Regions from separate parts of the Cydia pomonella genome. Here region 1 is linked to region 2. The links are chromatin contacts, called in public Hi-C maps. All regions are on one chromosome and are shown on one strand. The core of a region is the stretch at or near the end of the contact, and the rest is flanking DNA. Distances in the headings are between cores, read along the strand shown. Region 1 holds the start of LOC133526340 (zinc finger HIT domain-containing protein 1). Region 2 holds the start of LOC133526313 (glyoxylate reductase/hydroxypyruvate reductase-like).

Region 1 (4,113 bases), core at 455-2,954, 160 kb after region 2:
TTTGTTTTTAATTTAAGCTTTTTAACGAACTTAAAATTTTCGTAGAGTCACGGCGAAAAACTGTGATGATTATTATGACGTTTATTGTGATACTCCACACTTTGTTCTGCGGTTCTGTCAAATAATTATGCTTGCAGTCAGTCAAATCGTTTCCAATTAGGTTGTGAATTTCGTTTAAGAGAGCGTAGGACAGTTATTTATTTTAGTAATAATTATTAATTACAATTTAATACTCATCGATTTGTGTAGGTTTGTATGAATCAATTATAAGTAGTTACCTTATATTTTCATTCGTAGTAGGTAACTTTTAATAGCTAGGCAGGGGTAAACCAATACTAGCAATTATGTAGACAATTCTTTCGCCGATCGTTGGTGGTATTAAAATGACAGCTGTTGTCACAAATGTTAAATTATCGCAGCAAATGTGTCTAATCGACCCCAACTGAATTGTCTGCCAATCATGTTTACAAAGAGGGTGAATCGAAGGGTGGGTTAGCGGTATATTGCGGAATAAAACTAGAAATTATAATGACTTTAATTAATACCATTAACTTTACAGTTGTTTTATGAAAAAAAAAATTCTCATTATCATTAATAAGCGAGACAAAAAATGGTAAAACTTTGACGTAAAAATGCCATCTAGCGGTGAGTAGACACATAAAAAAAGAGTCCACTATAATAAAATAGATGGCGCTATAATCAAATCTTATCACATCAGTTTGACATGAGGCTTCTATCCAACGCTAGATGTCGCTAAAATGAAAAATTAGGTATTCTTAGCGTCTAGTCAAACACGCTACAAATAAAAAAAGTTTTAAGAAAAAATAAAAGGCGGGAACTGGAAGTATCGTGAGTCGAGTGTCTCATTACTTGTTGCTTTTCAGTCTACTATAGAATTAGATTTCTATTTGGTTATTTTATTGTGTAAGTAATAGACATTTATTTATTGTTACAAACTTATTTATTAGCAATTGGAATCTTAGAAGCTAGAAACGTACAATCAAATTATGCAGTCCATTTTAGGCACCGTGTATCTAAATGAGTGCCCAGACATCTGACCGAGCAATATCGTGCTCCGCATGGAATGCACGTATAATTCGATAGGAAACCACACACGGCACAGAAGTGGCGGTCTGGGAATCTGTAAATTAAATTCATTAATTCAATACATACATAGGAAAAGTCTTCACGAAATCTAAAACTTTATAAAATAGAACCTTAATGTGGTTGCGCTCATACCATTATCAACATTTTGATATAAAATTATCGCTAGTTTAGTATATCAATGTATGGGAAATTAAACAACCCATTTTTAATGCACAAAATGATGTTTTGTAATATAGTTAATTAAATGACAGTTATATTTATGGACTTACTTAGATGGAGGTGCTTGAGCAGACAAATAGTTAGGAGGTTCAGGTCTAAAGTTAGCATCTTCCTCAACCAACTGAGCAAAAGATTTCCTAAACCTCATCTTATAATAATCTGCACTCCTCGCTTTCTTCCCTTTCCTGGTAGGTTTTTCATTAGAATCAGCAAACTTGGGTATTTTCTTTGACATAACCAGGTCTGCATGTGGGTCCTCATGGAAGTTGTCTTGCTCAAGCGCTTCCACTGCTTTTCTGGCTCTGCGCTTCCTTGCAGCATCATCGAGGACCCTGCTTTTGACTCCATCTTTTACTCTACCCGACTCTCTTGCCGCCATATTGAATTTAGAGATACAAATTAAAATTATATGCCTTTATCATGAACTGGGATGCTCAATTGGTCCATCAGATCATCAACTCTTGCTTGTAAGGTTTCTACAATGTCTGCAGATATAAACAGATGTGTCTCATCCAGGTCTTGAAGGATAAACTTTCTCCCGAGGGCCAGGGTCTCGTCCAGGTGCAGTAAGAACTGTTTCATAGCCGGGTCACTGGAACAAGTAAAATGTCTAAGAAAAGAGGACTTAGTGCTGAAGAGAAGAGGATTAAGATGTTGGAGATATTTCATAATAGCAAGGACTTCTTTCAGTTGAAGGTATTTTTTTTACTAAATAAAATGAGCGGATGTCATTCCAGATCTAGAGCAGAGCCCAACTGGGGAAGTACCTCCACCTTACTGAAAAGCGCAGCCAAATAACACTAGTCCCTACTCATAGTGTTGTGTTCCAGTCGGTGAGTAAGGTTGCCAGAGCTCAACGACGGTGCGGAGTGTTAGGGTCGGCAACGCACTTGTAACAGTTGTAACTCCTCTGGAGTTGCAGGCGTACATAGGCTACGAAGACTGCTTACCATCAGGCGGGCCGCATGCTTGTTTGCCACCGATGTAGTATAAAAAAATGAATTGAATTACAACGGTCACTATGAATGTCAATGCCACGTTAATCCACTTAGAAACAAACCCGTGTAGTCCCCATCTGTCCCCGGCGGGAACAAATGGGAACGATCCATTCCCATCTTTGGCCAGCGGGGACAAATGGGAATGAATCCTTCCCATCGGTGACCACCTCTGTTTCTTCCTGTCTTTTTTACTATACAAATGTCGATTTTGATAGTTACACTAACAACATCTACATTGTATACTATTCTATACCACCAACAAGTAAATTCTAAACATACATATTTAGAAGGTAATATTACAAAAAAAAAATAGTTTTCATCAATATCATGATGAATTAAATATTTTGATAATTCCTATTTTCAGGAGCTGGAAAAAATAGCACCAAAAGAGAAAGGCATCACCATGCAGTCAGTGAAAGAGGTGGTGCAGAGTTTGGTTGATGATCACTTGGTGGACTCAGAGAAGATAGGAACTTCCATTTACTTTTGGTCCTTCCCCAGGTTTAGAACTTTGTCAAAAATTGTGTTCAGTGCCAGTGATCCGAAAGTCGGGTTCTTCTATGTTCGTAGTCACTGTTTTTTATAAATGATATAAATTAATATTAATTAGGGGACATCTTACACAGATCACCCTAGCCCCAAACTAGGCAAAGGGATAGGCGAAGATATACAAACTTGTATGGATGAATACATACTTATATATATAGAAAACACCCATGACTCAGAAACAAATATCTATGTTCATCACAAAAATAAATTCCCTTACTGGGATTCGAACCCAGGACCATCGGCTTCATAGGCAGGGTTGGCCAACTAGGCCACAGGTTGTGAAATAGTTATACGGTGTTTTGCATGTTATCGGCTATGCTCGTAACGCTGGCACTGAATGTGTTAGAGCTAACTTGTGTAACAGTGTCATTATGAAAGTGATAATTTCATAGACATTTGAAATAAATGATGACATTGCCATCATAGCAAATACCATGCACAGTTACTTTGGTCCGACCCAAACATTTATAAAACAAAGTATATGTATGTATGTGTTTTGTGTTCGAAACAAATTTTAGTTTATTCAAGTATGAATGTTATTAATCTTTCTGTAAATTCTTTATGCACTAAATAGGTCTACCTTGTATTTGTAATTTAATTATCTGTGTTTTCAGCAAAGTAAAGAATGCTAAGAAAAGAAAACTCAATGAAATGCAGACTGAACTTGCAGAATGTGCAAAAAAAATGAAAAAGACTGAAGAAGCCATAGCAAGTGAATCTGTAAGTACCTATTTGTACAACATACATATATCAGAATTACGAGGCTGTCAATACCTAACGCACACTGGTTTACTGGACACAGGAAAGATAATAATAAGAAAACTATAGAAATAAAAAAAATTGAGATTACTTGTGTAATATTACTAGTTAGCGGTTTAGGTATAATGTTTTTAAATTGTGATTTTTATTGCAGACCCATAAGGGCCAGAAGTAAAAAAAGAAAAGAAATAGAACCATTTAGTGGTGACTTTGAGACCAATCTTTGCAATTATTTTTTATCAAGCTGATTTTGTTCAATCATGTATTGAGTATGGCCGCAGTCTTTGAAATATAATGAATATAAAAAAAAATATGTACTAACACAAATAGTTTTTCTTAAAAAACTGCTTAAGTAACATCAATTTCAAGAACATTGGGTGTTGAAAGCCCCTTAAATTGACCTAAACTTTTAAAAGGTTTAAGAGCTACCATCAAAATGTTTTTTTTTTCTAAGTCTTCTCATTTACTTTGATTCTTCAGA
Region 2 (4,471 bases), core at 808-3,307:
TTTAAGTTCCTAATCGGCAAATTATTTATTAAAAAAATACTTTCAATGTGTCCGGGTTAGCGTTGTTCATAACTATTCCAAATTTAATATCGATAGCTTAAGTGGTTCTCGAGATATTTAGCGATGTGACAGACAGACGGAGTCGCACCATAAGGGTTCCTTTTGTACCTTTTTGGTACAGAACCCTAAAATCTGTACCATCCACACCAAGCGTTGTAAGGTAAGTAAGAATATATATATATTATACTACGTCGGTGGCAAACAAGCATACGGCCCGCCTGATGGTAAGCAGTATCCGTAGCCTATGTACGCCTGCAACTCTAGAGGAGGATATAGTTATTATGCGGGAGTGCTACGCTAAAAATTTTGCTGTCTGTACTCGTACCTATGCCTAAATTTTCGTGTTAAAATAGTACATTACGATACAAGTGCGAAAAATAGGAAATTCGAAACGAGTGGCGATAAATTAAAACACGACCGAAGGGAGTGTTTTAAATCGACACGAGTTGCGAATTACCTATTCGCACATGTATCGTACAACGTTTTACAGTACATAATTATGGCCCTTTAAATGTTCGACACAGTAACATAATATGCTACTTCTCGCACTAGTGCTATAAAGTAGCCCCATATGTACTGTAAAATAATTATTCGTTTGATCGCATGACTGGCATAAACTAACAAATCACAATAGGTATGTGTCTATCTAATAAATTATTTAGATATGTATATCAATGTTTTTGTTCTTGAAATTATAATAATGTTAATGAATGTGACAACACTAATTACGTAACATTAACGAAAGACAACTTAATAGGAGGAAGGTAAATTCAATAAGGCGGTACTGCCATGTATAATACAAATGTGAAACATAAACATATCTAATCTAACCTACTCTAGATAATAAAAAAATATAACTTACTGCTTTTTCAATAACTCCAAACCAGCAGCGGGAAATGTTTTATTAACCACTAAAACTTTTCTCAGAGCCATCTTTTCAGAAACACTCATGCGTATGCATGCATGAGTATAAATTAAAAATGTGTGAATACTAGTGTGTTCTTTAGGTTATGTATGTGTGTGTTACTCGTATTTATATCAGTGTATCTTTATCTATATCTACTTTAAATGTAGATACTGACGCAAAATTGTAAAAGTTGTGAAATATAAAATTAAAATTGAGACTATTGTTTGAAAAAGGTGCTAAATAGGTATGCACCGCTGATACGGTGTTCGAGCGTCTGAGATAGATAGTCGTGACATAGTGGCCTTGGCAGACATCTGTGGGGCTAAGATGGTCGGCTCTTTATCATCTGTCACCATGCCTGTCACGTTCTAACAAGTATGTAAGTGCGAAAGTGACGGATGACATGATAAGTGATAAAAATGCGATCATGATACCGCCGCTGTTTGTGTTGATACGTAACACAATTGAGGTATTTTAAATAGTTATGAATGAGGCAGATCACGTGTTCCGCTACAGAGGGCCTAATAAAGGCGTAATTAGAGTGACAGCGAAAGATGCCCGCCATTTTGGAATTTCAGTGTTCGTGATAGGCTCTGTGTTGTGATTAAGGTCATACATACCCATACAATAGCCCATTGAAATCTTTTGAAATAAGGGTTGCCTGGGATTTTTAGGGTTGCGTACCAAAAAGGTACAAAAGGAACCCTTATGGTGCGACTGTTCGTCCGTCCGTCTGTCTGTCTGTCTGTAACATCGCTAAATATCTCGAGAACCACTTAAGCTATCGGTTTTTTTGGAATAGTTATTATGAACAACGTCAACCCAGAAACATTGAAAGTATATATATTTTTATTAACTATGGAAAATGCCCTATATGAAGAGGGGGCAAAACTTCAAAGTATAGTGACTAGGTCGAGTGGGGTATCATTTGAAAGAACTTAAAGTGTACATTCTACAACTTTTCTTTTTTTTTCATAGGGGAAAAAAATTATGAAGGAAAATGTGAAGAAGTACCATTCCCTCCCCTTATGTCCGAAGTTTACCGAAGAAAAATTATGAAATTTTTACATAATATTAACAGTACTATACATTTTACAGGAAAAATATAATCGGACCTCTATCTTGATAACTTTTTTTTATTAGATAACAAAACGCATTTTCGAATTCAGTTTGCAATTTAAACAACTTTACGTGTGTAACACACTTGAAACTATGAGATTACATTAAAATCATCTTTTTTCAAATAAAAGAATAATTTTTGAAATCGGTTCACATGATAGAGAATTATCCATAGATTAGTATATATTATTACTGCAAGAATTATCCTCGAAAAACCATCATACTTGTAGGTGCATTACATCGAACAATAGTTAGACAATTTGCCGATAGATGGCGATGTACACACATATTCTTAATATAGGCTTTGAGGCAAATGTACTTGAGGTACTTTTGATCAAAAGTGTTTCGACTTTATCCGCCTATTTACACGAGATAATTCAAAGTTTGTATGGAAAACTCGGTGCGCGAGTAAAATGAACTCGCACTTGTTTTTATATTCAAAAATGACGAAATGCTTAAATAAGAACGCCGCCGTCTATTCGACAATCACCCGGAGGGCCAAAGGTCAATAGATTGAATTTAACATGAGCATTTTGTCACTAATTACTTATTAAGAAAACCAGCCGACTCATATCAAATATAAGACGTAATGTAGCATTTGAATGGGCTACTATATGTTAAAGTTTTTATGTATGTGCTAGTAGCGACCCCAACGCAGAGTTTTGCGCAATATTCCCTATTATTCCAGCTGATCTCTCAAATACAATTAAATACGCTTTACTGAAAATTATTCAAATGGTGAAAAAAGTACCTATGGCAAACCCAATTTGTCAGTAAATAAGAGGAAACTTTTTTTAGGTCCTAGTACTAGCGTGAGACAAAGACAGTATGATTCTCTCTATGTGTGTTTGAAATGAGATAGTTCCTGGCCAAACCATAATTTATTTATTTAAATTAACCATGAATTAACCAAAAAAAAAAAACACAAAAAATATGTTTCAATTCAAAATATTTATACATATGATTGCGCCCTCTACCGACGAGTAGCAAAACATACATGTCCGGTTGCAGTTATTCCTACGTCATAATTTGACACAATGATTCAAAAGATGTCGCTACCAGTTGTTAATGTACCAATTTGTGATGCATAGTTTCATATACTAATAAATATGGAAACAATCTCGCGCCGATTACTTGGAAGGCTGTTAAGGAACTTTGAATATTTACTTCTTTAAACTTTATTGCACGAAATACAAAAAATGATGTACAAATGGCGGACGTCATGCCTAATGACATTCTCTACCATCAACCATCGGGCTAAACAGAGATAAAATCTAATATCTCACCTTGATTTGGTCACCTCCTGATTATTGCATGCGTACATGCCGAGTAATATCCAATCACAAGTTAGTATTTTCAAAATTCGAATAAGTAGTCCTCCTAGTTCCGGACTAAAATAATTTACCACTTTTGGCACATTTACTATAGGATTAAAACAGCTGGCTTATTGATGTAGCTGTACCTGGAAGCCTGGTTTAGAGATCTTTTTCCTGGCTTCCTTGTAACGTAGACAGAGTTGTATGAGGCTATTTTCGAGGGCTGGATTGGCAGGTCTGCGTTTCGACTACGAAAATAATAAGCGTTTTGGTAACAAAACTGCCCGCGTAGTCAACGTGCCAATCGTTTGTCGCACTAATGTGTGGAAGAGTGATAGAGAGAGATGACTACGCTACGCTACGGAGCATTAACGCACGTTGGCTAAGCACCCTGAAGCGTTGTTTTATCCCTTACTATTGATGCTAAATGAATCTAAGGACGTACCACGACGTACCTAAGAAACTTAGGTACATAATTACATTCCTACTCAACTAGGTACTTAGGCAGACATATCTAAGCTCGCTCGCTGCTAAGCGGTCATCTTCGAATCTAGGTACTAAGTCATTTGAGGAAAACCGCCTCGCGACATTAGACGTAAAACGCCAAATACGCAAGGCAAGACCTAAGCTCCTACGTGTATACATGCAACACGGCCGGTAAACAGTACTGTGAATGTGAAAGGGTGTTTAAGAGCAAGTTTGGCCCGGCCAGCCACATAAGAGCTCATAAGAGGCAAAACCCTTGATTGCTGAGGTCCCCCTCATCGAAATCGATTTGGAGGACTATAGTAAACACCCCTATAATGGAACAGGCACCAGTAATGGAATGGTATAGACAAATCCTGTAAAACAAGTATTTACCATCAGTTTTAATCGCTGGCAACATTTTTCCTTAAACAAGAGCCAAAGAGCTGCTTAAGTTTAATTTTTCATTGATATTTGTTATTTTGAAAATGAATGGCGCCATACATTCCATGACTGGAGCAAGAAAACCACAGTTTTAATTGGTTAATAATATTGAAACTAATTGCAGTAGCTCTAATTAAATACATAGAAAACATAAAGGACG

What was found. A called contact is a pair of places that touch in the nucleus more often than the background predicts.
Region 1: a Hi-C map of whole body shows a contact between it and region 2, with 8 times the contacts expected there. The contact joins the promoter of LOC133526340 here to the promoter of LOC133526313 in region 2. A contact is called at or near these places in 2 of 2 Hi-C or Micro-C datasets (both in whole body).

The regions. Positions count from the first base shown.
Region 1 is chr16:4,709,073-4,713,185 of ilCydPomo1, forward strand. It overlaps LOC133526340 (zinc finger HIT domain-containing protein 1), which reads right to left and starts at 1,705. Exons shown (of 2, transcript XM_061862904.1): 1 at 1,377-1,705; 2 at 939-1,141. The coding sequence starts at 1,705. The coding sequence ends at 1,006. LOC133526341 (general transcription factor IIH subunit 5) reads right to left here. Exons shown (of 2, transcript XM_061862905.1): 2 at 1,676-1,918. The coding sequence ends at 1,732. LOC133526338 (meiotic nuclear division protein 1 homolog) reads left to right here and starts at 1,933. Exons shown (of 5, transcript XM_061862903.1): 1 at 1,933-2,022; 2 at 2,689-2,825; 3 at 3,488-3,593. The coding sequence starts at 1,933.
Region 2 is chr16:4,546,678-4,551,148 of ilCydPomo1, forward strand. LOC133526313 (glyoxylate reductase/hydroxypyruvate reductase-like) reads right to left here and starts at 2,058. Exons shown (of 7, transcript XM_061862867.1): 1 at 923-2,058. The coding sequence starts at 1,011.